3 separate regions of the Mus musculus genome follow, and all the other regions are linked to region 1. A link is a contact called in public HiChIP or PLAC-seq data. All regions are on one chromosome and are shown on one strand. The core of a region is the stretch at or near the end of the contact, and the rest is flanking DNA. Distances in the headings are between cores, read along the strand shown.

What was found. HiChIP or PLAC-seq counts read pairs in DNA pulled down with a chosen protein or histone mark.
Region 2: an H3K27ac HiChIP or PLAC-seq map of the HPC-7 cell line shows a contact between it and region 1, with 6 times the contacts expected there. The contact joins two enhancer-like sites. A contact is called at or near these places in 1 of 15 datasets of contacts at CTCF or cohesin (large pre-B cells), 2 of 484 Hi-C or Micro-C datasets (the G1E-ER4 cell line and embryonic fibroblasts), 5 of 115 datasets of contacts at active chromatin or transcription factors (the HPC-7 cell line, embryonic stem cells, memory CD8 T cells and 1 more) and 4 of 9 other capture datasets (adipose tissue, embryonic stem cells, liver and 1 more).
Region 3: a contact with region 1 is called in an H3K27ac HiChIP or PLAC-seq map of the HPC-7 cell line, with 8 times the contacts expected there. The contact joins the promoter of S1pr1 here to the enhancer-like site in region 1. A contact is called at or near these places in 4 of 39 promoter capture datasets (the C10 cell line, the HPC-7 cell line, cranial neural crest and 1 more), 1 of 15 datasets of contacts at CTCF or cohesin (large pre-B cells), 21 of 484 Hi-C or Micro-C datasets (B cells, the C10 cell line, the C2C12 cell line and 15 more), 18 of 115 datasets of contacts at active chromatin or transcription factors (the HPC-7 cell line, bone marrow-derived macrophages, craniofacial prominence and 14 more) and 4 of 9 other capture datasets (adipose tissue, embryonic stem cells, liver and 1 more).

The regions. Positions count from the first base shown.
Region 1 is chr3:115,900,898-115,905,381 of GRCm38.p6, forward strand. The region is part of intron 4 of Dph5 (diphthamide biosynthesis 5); the gene reads left to right. Among named protein-coding and RNA genes, the nearest start is that of Dph5, 15 kb to the left of the region's middle. Within about 2 kb of position 1,849, at least 82 of the 459 cell types and tissues checked have an H3K27ac peak or open chromatin away from gene starts, as enhancers often do. A contact at or near this core is called in B cells, the G1E-ER4 cell line, the HPC-7 cell line and 2 more, where this site is marked.
Region 2 is chr3:115,691,686-115,696,169 of GRCm38.p6, forward strand. No RefSeq gene overlaps it. Among named protein-coding and RNA genes, the nearest start is that of S1pr1, 21 kb to the right of the region's middle. Within about 2 kb of position 1,911, at least 58 of the 459 cell types and tissues checked have an H3K27ac peak or open chromatin away from gene starts, as enhancers often do. A contact at or near this core is called in the HPC-7 cell line, where this site is marked.
Region 3 is chr3:115,712,758-115,717,241 of GRCm38.p6, forward strand. S1pr1 (sphingosine-1-phosphate receptor 1) reads right to left here and starts at 2,298. Exons shown (of 2, transcript NM_007901.5): 1 at 1,952-2,298; 2 at 1-357. The coding sequence starts at 186.

The DNA of each region.
Region 1 (4,484 bases), core at 599-3,098:
TACTTAACCCCGTGGTCTTAGTTATTTATTACATGTGCACTGGTGTAAAAATTTGTATGCTTTTTGTTTAAATGTATACTACAACTCTTGCCAGTTTGTATAGTTGAAAGCATTTCTATATTGGAGCAGGGTGGAACTCTAAAATGTTAATGCTACAAAGAACGTGTGGGGTAGAGAAAATGGACTCCTAGAAATGTTTCTGAGTTGGTAACAGAGATAGAAAGAAAAGAAATAAAAACAAACTTAAAAAAAAAAAACAACCCTTCCCTTTGGGCAGTAATACCTTGAAAGATTTAATGGTTACTAAAAACAAAAAACAAAAACAAAAAAATCAAAACAAAAAACCACACAAGAAGAAATAAATTAACATGTGATTTAAAAAAATGACACAGAAATATCAGATTAATGGAGTATACACTTTTCATGTTGGTTTTAATTTTCGGCCTTGTGAAGAAAGTAGCCCTTTATTGTGTTTCCCCACAAGTATTGTTTTTGTTTTATTTTCTTAAACATTAAAAACCAAATACCTCCAACAGTATCTGTTGTGCAGACTAAGGACTAAATTTGCTCGCCCTGTCCTTACAATCTTGGATTGTATCAAGAGGTGACTGAAGAGGTCTGTTTGGGAAGGGATTTGCTGTGAGATTTGACCGTTTCCTTATAAGCCCCTGAGATTGTATTTACACTTAATATATTGCTTTAAAAGATTTAGCTTTCATGATTGACTATGTCTTTCTCTAGACAGCTGTGACTCTGTCCCCGTCTTATGTCATAGTATCTGTCTGTGAAATGATAGCGTCTGTGCGGAGCCGGCTGTGCCCTACTCCTCTGCAGAGCCATCTCGAGCTCCAAGAGCATTTACATTTTAGCGAGTACTCAAGTGCTGCTGCATCTGTAGGACACGCCTTGAGAACCACCAACACAGGCCAGTGAAGGACTTAGAAAGTGAACGTATTGACTGAGAGAGCAGAAGCTGCCTACCAGAACTACACCTGCCACGTGGAGGATGTTAGCGGGCTCTTCCCTGTGTTCTCTTGCTTAAGATTGCAAAGGGAAGTAGGTTTCACTTTTGGGAGGTGTCCTGACATCTCTGAATGCTTTGCCACAATTTCAAAAACAGGCATCAAGTTGTTGTAACGAAGGCCTGCTTGGAGTGCCGTGGAAGACCTAGCAAACATGCCTCCTGTCATCTTCACCTCAGTGCAGAGCAGCTACAGACTCCAAACCAAGAGTAGGCACAGGCTTTTCCACTGTCGGTTTGTCGCCCCTCTGAAGCTGGTCTGTTTTTGTTATTTTCTGAAGGAGCTGGCAAGGGCTGTTCAGAAATAGAGTAGACTACTGAGTAGTCTCCTTATCTTGGTAGTTTATTGGACAGCGGGAGATTGTTGTAGGTCAGTGTTATTGATGGCAGTGGAGGGTCGTAGGGTTCTGTACCACAAGTATCATCCTTAGTGAGCATTTCTGTTTTAGAAGCTTACAAGTTAGACATCCATTCAGCAAATACTGTATCTCTCCTCAGTGCCTGCTGGGTAAGCGCCTTGGGATGCAGTAATGAACCTGTCCTCCAGGACCTTGCGGATGGTAGTCTAACTTCCTCATTCTTGTGAACTTCCCCTTTCTCTGGCCGTTGCCTAAGTATTGCCATGTGTCCCTTTGTTTATGTAATGCACGTCTACTCTAGAAAAGTGTAGATCACTTTCAAAAAGTAACAGGCTGTTTTCTGTTTTCATCCCATGACACTAATACTTGTTACTGTTGATGTGTAGCATTCCTAATGTTAGGCTTCCCAGCTTCAGGTAGCTTCATTGTGGGCTAGGACACATGTATGTAGTAATGGATGGAAATACAGCACCGCAAAGGGACACTGAGCTGGGTAATGAGGAGAGCAGAGCTCTGCATAGCCGTCGCCACAGAACTCACCTAAGCTCTGTCTTAGTATTTAACAACTCATTAGCATAGTTATTAAACATTTTCTATTCCCATTAACTTTCTTTTTTAATTTTTATTTAACTTTATTTTGATTTCGTTTCTATTTTTATTTTCCTTCAGTGTAATTTGCCTTTTAATTTGTGTGTGTGGTGGGGTGCATGTGTGTCATAGTAAATACATATAGGTCATGTGACAGCTTGTATTATAGGTTCAGTCCTTCCACCATGTGCATCTCAGGGGTCAAAGTCAGGTCATTACAGTTAGAGAGAGGCAGGTGGCTTTACCCTCTGAGCCAGCTTGCTGGCCCTTGGTTTAATTTTCTGAGACATGGCCTGGTTATATGGCTGAGGCTGGCTATGAACTTGCCATCTCTCTACCTTAGTCTCCCAAGTGCTGACATGCCATGTGTACCACCACTGCTCCTCTACCCACTGTTTTCGAGCACCGAGTCATCGCTCTTTCTAGATTGTGGGTCTCACTGAGCTGTTCTGCTCAGACAGCTCGGCAGATGCCTCTCCCATGTGCAGTGTCAGGGGTCACAGATGCCTCTCCCACGTGCAGTGTTGGGGGTCACAGATGCCTTTCCCATGGGCATTGTTGGGGTCACAGATGCCTCTTCCATGGGCAGTGTCGGGGGTCACATAGTTACTATCAGATCTTTAGCTTACTCACCTTCACATTCCCCATTGCATTTATCACAGCACCATAAAAACAGCCTATGTAAAACCGGTATTTCCTGAGGCAGACTGCTTATGTGTCTTCTGCTTTCCAAATCTGTTATTGTCTTTGAAGTAATATGCTTTAAAATAGAATTCTTTATAGTTAGTCCACAAATGGATTCCCACTTATATATGAAATCAAGATTTTTATAGTTCTTCTCTGACATGTCATAGTCAACATATGTACCTCATATGTAACCATATTTATCATCTTAGTATCAGCAAAAATCAATGTAATATCATTGAAATAAAGTTCATTCTGGATAAGAGCAATGACAACAAAATGTCTCCAGGATCAGTACTCTGAACAGACAAGAAAACTAGTCGTTCTTGAGTCTGTGGGTTTGTGGTGGGCAGTTTGGGCTGACTTTGCTTTCTCTTCGTGTTCACGGATTTAACATGTGGAACCTAATGGATTTCTTTTAAGCAAATTACAATTTCTAATATATATATAATATATATATATATCTCACATTTAAGAAAACAGTAAACCACAGAAAATATTTTAAATACAAGATAACAAGTGTTAAATCCTAATAGAGTAGAGTTTTACAGAGTACCTGTACTGGGTACTTGTACTGTACACGATGGCTCAGGAGGTAAAAGCGCCCAGAACCTACAGTGTGGAAAGAGAGCCAGCTTGCACAGGTGGTCTTTGTGTGCCACATGCATGTCTGCACATGTGTGCATACACACGAAATAGATGCATAAATGTAACAGTGCTGTGTCTGGACTTGTGAGTAGATGGCACTGGTGGTAGCAGTGAGGTGACTTTGAGGCTGTCAGAGCCATTCAGACAAGTGGTGTCAGGGGCGCAAAGCAGTGGAGAGCTGTTTGAGTAGTCAGCATCCTTGGGACTCATGCAGCTGGAGTAGATGGGACTGGGTGCTGGGGAAGCTATCAGAAATGTGAGCTGCAGATTAGAGGCCGGCCAGGCACAGCTCGTCTTTCTAGGTAATTGTTTAAGACCCCTGTCCGTAGTCCATCCTCATTCTTCCCCGTGCTCACCCTGCACCTTCATCCCTTTTCCTCTTTAACTTTCACTTCACAGTCTCTTTCTGGACTCTTTCGGGGGCTTTTTCTCTGAGTGTGGCAAATGTCCTCTCAGAATAGGTAGTGTCCACGTGTCATATCGGCAGGGCCGGGTTACAGCCTGGCAGTCATCTTCCTTATGCATCCTCCCCCTCCGTCTCAATAGTGAGTACCTTACACGGTGGCTGGTTGGATGGATGAAGGGTTCTGTCTTCCTGATTTTGTTTTTCTTTTTTCTTTAGCAAAACATGATCCAGCATCAAGTTAGATTGGCTGCTTTCTCTCTAAGTTATTGCAGATGAAAGCAGAACAGATCTATGTTTCCCCTAGTATTTCTGAAAAAATAGCTGCTTTTGTAGTTTCCAAACTTAGGTTTAAGCAGTAACATTGCCAGATCTGAGACAATAATATTGTCGGGAAGAATGGTGGTAGCACACAGGCCAGAGCTGTAAGACAGCTGGTGTTCAGGCTTCTGCAACCTAAATTCTTGCTGCTGAGATTTGCTCCAGTTGCTTTTTACAGTTTGCTGGTAAGACCTTCGGTTGTGAAACGCAGAAAGCTGATCTTTCTGCTCTTTGAGGTACTAGCATCTCAGTGGTGAAACTGTTTGCATAATGTTCCAGCATCCATTGAAGAAGTTTGCACCCTTGCCACAGGAGGCAGAGTAGCCACAGTTATAAATCAGGGTCCTAAAGGCAGTGCCTAAGTGAGATGGGGCAGCTCACAGTCTTTCACACAGAACACTCCTGTTCTGTTAGATGTGACTAGCATCCCAATTCTCTATTCAAGGCTTGCTCACCCTCT
Region 2 (4,484 bases), core at 661-3,160, 210 kb before region 1:
CTTCACAGGGTTTTTACTACAGGGAAGTGTGGAGGGGCAAGGAGGGAAGGCCACCTACTCGTCACTCAAATTTACTCGGGTGAAAGCTGTATGAAGACATGATACAAAAGCTTGCCCTTTGTGGGCTGGTTAGTAGTTTGAGGCTAGTCTGGGCTATGTAGTAAGATCATGAATCAAAAATAATCAAGCAAAGTACACACACACACACACACACACACACAAAGAAAAAGGAAGAAAGAGGGAGAAGGAGAGGGGAAGAAAGGGGAGAGGAGAAAAGAGGAAAGGAAGACTTGCTAATTGTTAATCTGAAGAATTGTGAAGCGTGTGTGTGTGTGTGCGCGTGTGTGTGTGTGTGTGTGTGTGTGTGTGTGTGTGTGTGTGTGTGTAATTGTTATGAGACACTAATGGTGAAGGTTGTCTAATTGTTACCTCTCTAGCCCTTCTGAGGTTGGCCCAGGAAAGGAAAGTTTTGCTCTGAAGGCCCAACAGTTGTCACTATTGAAAAATCTCCCTAAAGACACTGAACAGGGATGGCCCAGTGTGCAATAGGCTCCCTTTCAAACCTAGGGATGGAGAAACTCCTTTGAGGTTCCTCCAGGCAATAGCGAACCGTCTCTTTACCACTCAAAAAACTCTGCTTGCTTAACACAAAAACTAAACATCAGAAGATGCACAAAAGAGGGATCCTCAAAAGCACTAATTAGCGAAGTCTGAGGTGACTGGACTGCAGCGGACACCAGACAGACTTCCTATATCTCCAGCCCAGAGCAGACAGAAAGAAGGCCATGTCTGTCAGGGCCCAACTGCTGAATTTTGACCAAACCCAACTAGAGAACCCCAAATCACACCCACACAACAGAAAACCACAAACACCTACAGGGCAAGTAGCAACAAGTAGACAGGGGCAGACAGCAGGGGCAGGCAGGCAAGAGCCTAAGGACTCAACTTCTCCCTTCTACCAGGGCCTTACATAAACCACAATCCCTCCCCCATGCTCTAGGCGCTTAGAGGAAGACGGTGGCGGATGAACATTTTATCCCAAGGATTACATCAGCAGATCCTGGAGAGGATGGCCTTTGTGTGTGTGTGTGTGTGTGTGTGTGTGTGTGTGTGTGTGTGTGTGTGTGTGTGCCTATGAAGTTTGAACCCAGGGCCTTATGCATGCTAATCATGGCTTCAGTCACTGACCAATATCTGTCAGCTGGATTGTATTTTATGTTGGGATTTTGTTGTTTATTTTTTTGGCACGTTTTTATATGGAACCTAAGCTAACCCAGAACCCACAATGCCTCCCAACTTAGTTTCCAGGGCTCTGGGATTACAGGTCTACACCCTCACAAAGAATGGGCTCTTCTCGGCTGTTTACATCATAGCATTTCCCTCCACCCCTCCACGGGAAGGAAGGGCTTGGGAGGGAATCCAGAATTCTTTAGACTAAATAACATGCATATTTTTGCACCTCCTAATTGTAACATAGATAAAAGCTACAGTCCCCAGCACTCATTCACTTTTGGGTTTCATGAAAAAAAAAAAAAAAAAAAGACAGTCTAAGCACAAAACGTCATTGTTGACTGGCAGAACTTCCAAAGGAATGAGTTCTTTGAAAGACCAGAATAGTCTTCCTATGTGGTCTGGCTTTAGGAGAGCTCATCTGGGGAAAGGAGAGGAGGAGACAAGGAAATGGCTGTGGCAAGGGTCTAGCCTGTTTTCTTCATGACTGTGTGCAGAATAGTAAATCCCCGATAAACCCTTGCTAAAAGAGCAACGAGCATTTGAGAATCTGCCTGTGCCAGCCATTGAGAAGCACAGTCCTATCTAATTCATTAAAAAGCATGGTCCTTTCTAGTTCTCTCCACAGCCTGGGAAGCCGGAACTCTTATCACTAGTTGATAGATCCGGATGTGGATTCGGGTAGGGGAGTGTAGCTCAGTTGGTGGACGGTGTGCAGGAAATCCTGGGGTTCCTCTCCAGAGCCATGTAAAATTATACGTGGTAGTTCACGCCTGTCATCGCAACACTTAGGAGGAAGAGAAAAGAGGATCAGAATTTCAAAGTCATACATAGCTACACGGAGCGTTCAAAGTCAGCCTGAGCTCCGTAAGACTCTGTCACCAAAAGGAGTGGTGGGGTGGGCAGTGAGATGGACCGAGGGGGGAGTGTCCTTGCATTCAAGCTGGATAATTTGAGGGTGATCCCCAGGACCCACACTGTGAAGAAACACCTCCTGCAGCTTGTCTCCTACTTCCACAGGTACATCATGGAGCTAGAGCATACACCACCACACACACACACACACACACACACACACACACACACACACATGCACACACTTATAAACAAATAAATATGAACAAACATATTGAAAAAAGAAAGGAAAGCAGGGAGAGAGAGAGAGAGAGAGAGAGAGAGAGAGAGAGAGAGAGAGAGAGAGAGAGAGAGAGAGAGAGAGAGAGGCTGGAGAGATGGGCTAAATGTTAAGAGGGCTTGCTGTTCTCACAGAGGACTAGAGTTCAAATTACCACCCAAGGTACCAATCTGACTAAATCTGAACAAACTCCGGCCAGGAGCTGTGTCACCTACAAACGCAAACACAACAGCTCATTTTTGACCACTGTTAATAGGACTATGGTTGCAAAATGGCTTGGAGAAAGAGGAAGAAGAAAGTTATCGCAAGCCACCTATCTCTACAGCTCACATGGCCTGTAATTAATTTGAGCTCCATTGGACCAAGCACGATCCTCTGACCTCTGAAGGCAGCTGCATTGATGTGCGTGCATCACCCACACAGACAGACACATGTATATGCAATCACAAAAATCAAAATATAGCTTAAGAAAGAAAGAAAGTGTGAAATTAATTGGAGTTTAATATTTTTCCTGGGCCACATTTAGTAAACAATATGCTAGGAATAGGATACAAAAATAGGCCAAACTATCCACTGTGAGTCTTGTTTTGTTTTGTTTTGTTAGGTTTTGTTTTGCTGTTTTATGTATTTTTCTTTTAAGTAGATAAAGTCTTCATATGGAAGAAACTTTAATGATACTTTTGTCTTTTATAGGAAAAGATACTTTATTTTATAGGAAAAATTCTGATGTTTTCTGTGGTAACTGGATTACACACACACACACACACACACACACACACACACACACACACACACACACCTTAAAAGCAAAAAGAATACACAATAGTTTTTCCCTGCCAGGTGTGGTAGAGCTGAAACATTTGCAAAGCTGAGACAGAATGGCTGTGAGCCTCAGGATAGCTTGAACTATCTAGTGGTAGGTGAAGGTCTGCCTCCAATAGTAAAGAGGAGAAAGAAAGATTCTTGCCGCTGCCCTGACCTCTCTGAGAATGCAACATTGATGTTGTAGCTAGTGTAGAGCTAGGTTCAAATGCTACTAATTGCCTGGATAGAAAGAAGTCAGGAGCAGCAGAAAGGACTGTGCAGAGAATCGAAATGAAATTCCGCAGGGGGGGGGGGGGTGTGGAAAAGGGAAGACATGACCCTAATCAGCACTTTAACTGAAATAAGCACTTTTTAAGGTCAAAAGAACCCTTGAGCTTTGTGCAATCAAGGCTTAAGAAAACAAAATGGGCCAAATTGCATAAAAATAAGTCCTTTCTTGGATTTCCAATGACGTCAGAAACCACAAAAGACTTCACCATCCATTCAAATTACAGCCTTCTCTTTCTGCCTCTGGTGAGATGCTTGGTCAAAAACCATCATCTGTTCATCTACATTAGCATTCACCACACCCTTCAGCTTTGATCTCCTGCTCTCTCTAAATTCAGTCACCCTGAAGCCAGAGAGCAGAATCACTGTCAGTCCCAAGATTTGCATTCCAAGGTTCTAAAGAAAATCTGGCTAGATCTGAACAGACCCGGGCCAGGGGCTGTGTCACCTACAAACACAAACACAACAGCTCATTTTTGATCACCGTTAATAGGACTGTGGTTGCGAAATGGCTTGGGCAAAGAGGAAGAAGAAAGTTATCGCAAGCCACCTATCTCTACGAAAAGACAATTGGATATATAGATCTCGGAGGTTCTGTCTAACTTGAACAATCTGTGTGTCCAAGACTAAGGAAATTTCTCAACTTCCCCAAGGAAGCCAAAGCCAAAGCCCTCAGCTTCACTGCTCATCTTGGTCTTGTGTCTAAGGGGAAGTTATTTTAACTCATTAGTCCTTGACTTTTCGTGCTCAGGAGCCAGAGAGTAGTATACATACATTCGCAGAAGCACTGTATATAGCTAGTTGGAATGGGAAAATCAGACCTGATAACATACTTGTGTTAAATATTGTTTTAGAACTGTTTACATGGGCTGGAGAGATGGCTCAGTGGTTAAGATTGCTCTTCCAGAGGTCCTGAGTTCAATTCCCAGCAACCACATTGTGACTCACAACCATGTGTAATGGGATCTGACGTCTCTTCTGGTGTGTGTCTGAAGACAACTGCAGTGTACTTATATAAATAAAAAAT
Region 3 (4,484 bases), core at 1,048-3,547, 190 kb before region 1:
CTCTAGGATGATGAAGCAGCAGATGAGAATGAACACCACTGAAGTCAGTTTAATGCCATGGTCCTTCTCCGCCCCGATGTTCAACTTGCCTGTGTAGTTGTAATGCCGGACTATGATATCATAGTTCCCATAGTCAGAGACTGAGCTGCGGAGAGCTTTAACCTCCGGGATGCTAGTGGACACCATAGCTGCTAATTGTGTCCCCAGGAGCCTGGGGTGGTATTTCTCCAGGCAAACGCTAGAGGGCGAGGTTGAGTGAGCCTTCAGTTACAGCAAAGCCAGGTCAGCGAGCAATCCAATGCTTTTTTCTTTTATGGAGCTTTTCCTTGGCTGGAGAGGCCTCCGAGAAACAGCAGCCTTAAACAAGTTACAAAGAAAAGAATCAGGGAAAATGCCCAGCACACTAGCATAATTCATTCTAGCCAAGGCATTGCTCCAACTTTGTTGATGATTTGTTTTAAGGATACAGGACACAGGGAGGATTTTTTTTAACTCAAATGGTCATTTCTATTAACAAAACAAAAATAAACAAACAAAAGAGAAATGAAGTTAGAAAGAGAGGTAGAAAAAACAATTTACCCAGACTCTGAGGAGACAAAACCTTCCCTTGGGTCACTAAATCCACCAAGATGGAAATGAGAGCCACCCATTCTAGTTTTCGAGCCCACGCCATTTCCACTGGCATTGCCACGTTCAGTGTCCAGCCCTGAGATTCCTTCAAGCGAAAATCGACTGCTTGCTCACAGAAGGCACCAACTGCCCATTCTGGGTGCAGGGCAGACATGCATACCCCAACACACACACACACACACACACACACACACACCTCGAAGAGACCAGCCCACCTTCTCATTACCATGCCAAAAAAAAAGTAGCTTTGTAGGAGGTCATTTGACAAGTAAGCCGTTTTCTGGGCTCTATTAATAACTCCCTAGGAGCAGGTGTGCTGAGGGTCCGATGGTCAGAGGGTAAAGCGAGGTGTGGTGTGGGCCGCCAGGCCTTGAAGTAAACAGGAAAGCTTGGCGCCTCCGTGAAGCAACTGCCTATTCTTCTTTTTAAAACTTCTGTCTTTACTCCTCCGCCTCACCCAACCGCCCCACAAGTTCATTTATTACGTTTAAAGGTATTCACGGAGAACCCCTCCTAAGAGATTGCAGCAAATCCTAGACGTTTCTCCATGAACTGATTGCTTAAGAAAGTTTTAACTTTAGCCAACGCTTACTTGCACACACACACACACGAAAGTCACCCTGCTAGCGATAACGAAGCACGCCACTTTGTTTTAACTTCAGGTACATTAATTTCCAGAAACACATACTGCTAAGTTTGCATGGGCACTTTTAACTTCCTCCGCTCCCCACACCCCCAACATTGCCTCCTCTCAACAGAACTAGCAATCCCTAAAGGGCACACAGCACTACTTAAGTTGGACACACAGCACTAAATAAGTACTCTAAAGTCTGCACAGTAATTGATCAACTCTATAACAAATGAGGGGGGAGGGGACCCTAGAGACATTGTAGTCATTTCTGTGACAAAAGCTTACGAAACTCAACATTTCTCCACTCTTATCGCTACAGTCCATTCTCAGGCAATGGAAATTATTGGCGTGGTGCCTGATAATTTTGTCTACAGGATTTCAAAAAAAAAAAAATAATAATAATAAGCGTCTTCCCTTTTCTCCGTTCTAATGAATCACAGCTTCTCTAGCATGCCCTCCCCCAGTCGTTTCTATAATTTGGAAATTAATCTTTTTTTTTTTCTAACTTCATAAACTCCGTGCCCCAAGAAGAAGTCAGTCAAGAAGGACTCCATAGCATCTTGGTGATGCCCGGGTTCGTTTTGCTTTGTTTTTTCTCAAAGTTTTTGTTTGTTTCGTTTGTGTTTAAAGGTTCGTTCTTGACACCTGGACGCCCCATAGCCGGAGCCTGCGAGGCTCACAACCCCCTACCTCGCTCAAGCCGGACGAAGCTGCGTCCGCAGGACTCTGGGTCTACACCGCGCGATCCGCATCTTGCTGCTGTCGGCGACTGACGGCGACCAGCTCACTCGCAAAGTTCCCTGAGCTGGGGTCCCCTCCCTCCTCAGCGGTGCACTCCAATGGCCAGCCCTGCCTGCGCTGCCCGCACCACTTTTGCAAGACGAAGTCTCTGAGCGCCCCGCCGAGGCTGGGTGGCTCCTCTAGGAAGGGACTGGGAGGGGTTAATGCTTTTAACTCCTCCGCCCTCTGCCAGCGGCAGGGGGCCCCTCAGGGTCTGGGCTGCTAAGAAGCAGCCTCCCAGAAAGATCTGGGGCAGAGTGACTAAAATAAAACCAAATGAATAGGAGCCCCTCCGCCCCAACCAGCAGAGAGAAGGGAAGAGAAGGGGCGGAGCCTGGCAGCTCCTAAATTCTAATTCACACAGCTTCCCGCAGTCCCCAGCGCGGGACGGACTCTGAAACTAGGCATGGGGATCCCTGGGAAAACTTTTCTTCGTTAAAAATCTTAGAGGACAGAGGACAAGCCTGCACTTGGTAGAGGAGCTTTCTGGTCCCAGACCCCACAGCCCTGAGGATCCGTGTAGCCCGAGTGGTCCGGTGCCCTGGGGGCCACTTCCACGCGGTCAGGGGAAACCCGAGCCACTGCCCGGAGAGCCGCAGCCACGCCGCAGAGAGGGGATCCTGAGAAGGTCGGAGGAGAGCAGCCCCGAAGTACTGAAAAGCTTCTGTCCTCCACCTCCTCTTCCTCCACCCCCTCCACTCCGATCCTGGTGAAGCCTTGAAACTTGCGGTCTGGTGGGCAGAAAGTGGCTTTCCCCGGGTGCACGGTGAAGTGGGCCAGTGCTGTGCTTGATGTTGGACCGGGGGTTCCCCTCTCTCAGCTGACCGCAAAGCCAGGCGGTGTGCCCCAGATTCTGGGAAGCTCAGAGGCCTTTGAGGAGGTGGGCTGCTGCCCTGGCCTCAGAGATTTAAACAATCCAGCAGCAGTTCAGGAATGTCCACAGGGGAAAGAGGTTGCCTGTCCTTTCACTGGCCAGTGCCTACAGCCCCCTGCCTAAAGCTGGACCCCTCTTCTCTCCCTGTCTACGTAGAGATAACTAAGAGATCCCCAAATCTAAGGAATTGCACCTTGTCCACATTTTTCTACTGTTAGATAATGCTAGATTGAGGCTGAAGAGGCCTTGGTCAGATTTGTCTGAGTAGCAGATGGAGGCCTTTATGCCTTGTCTGTCTGTCCTTCTGTTAAAAAGTGGTTCCACCCAAGTCCCCTGTTCTCACTGCCTTCCCACCCTGAGCAGATGTGATCACAAAACTTCCTCTGCTGTGCAGTTTCAATTAACAGACACACCCTGTACCTGAATGACTCAAGAGAGACAGAAGAAACAAACAACAGACCCCTACCTTCTGGGATTTTATGAGCTTGCAAAAAAAAAAAAAAAGTAGCTGTTAATTCATATTTGCCTAGAAGCACTCATTGACAGTTTCCTACCTTACCTACCCACAAACTACAGATCTTGCAAAACAATATGGAAACCAAGATAACAGCCGTCCAGTCTCCTCCAGAAAAGACAGAGTTTGAGACTGGTTTCATTTGAAAGAGGAGATAACTTCTGTCTATCGCAGTGCTGCAGAGGCAAGGAGTTAGCTTCCCCTTCTCCCACTAACAATTTATGAGGTCTTTAAAGGGGAACTGTGCACTTTGTTGTCCCAAGATGTGATGGCCACTGTCCCATGAAGCAATGGAGTAGCATGGGCCGTTCTACCCATGAGCAATCCCTCAGCCCTGAGAGACCTGTAGATTGTCCAGGTAGTATGTGGCAGAGATGGGTCACCAAATTTAAGTTGTCTTGCCTGTCTGCTCAAATGCTGTCAATCAGCTTAGAACTTCACATTCCTTTCCTGAACAGAGGAGACTTCTGCACTTGGACTCCTTACATTTGTACTTCTGATTGTACTTGTCTTTACATGTGCATAAAACTATTACTAATGTATACAGTGTGTTCTTTTGTGGGAGGAGAGTGAAGCTCTCAAGCTTGGGTTATTCCACTTAGCTATGCATCCATATCATTGATATACACAAATAGCCAGGCACAATGGTGCATGTCTGTAATCTAGGAATTTGTAGAGGCAGGAAGATCAGAAGTTCAAGGTTATCCTCAGCTATATAGTGAATTGGAGACCACCTTGAGATACTTGAGACTGTATATCTCTCTCACACACACACAGCAAAGGCTTGGGTATATTGCAGAGGTAGACTGTTTTCTTAGTAAGTGCAATACCTTGGATTCAGTTCCCAATACTGTGAAAAGAAAAAGATAGGCTACGCATAGTGACAAATGCCTTTAATTCCAACATTCCAGAGGCAAGTGTGGGGTAGATTTCTGTAAGTCTGAAGCCAGACTTGTCTATATAGTTAGATCCAGGCTAGCCAGGGCTATATAGTGAGACCTTGTCTCAAACAAAAAGAAAGAAGGGAAAAAAAATACTGAAAAATACTGACACTG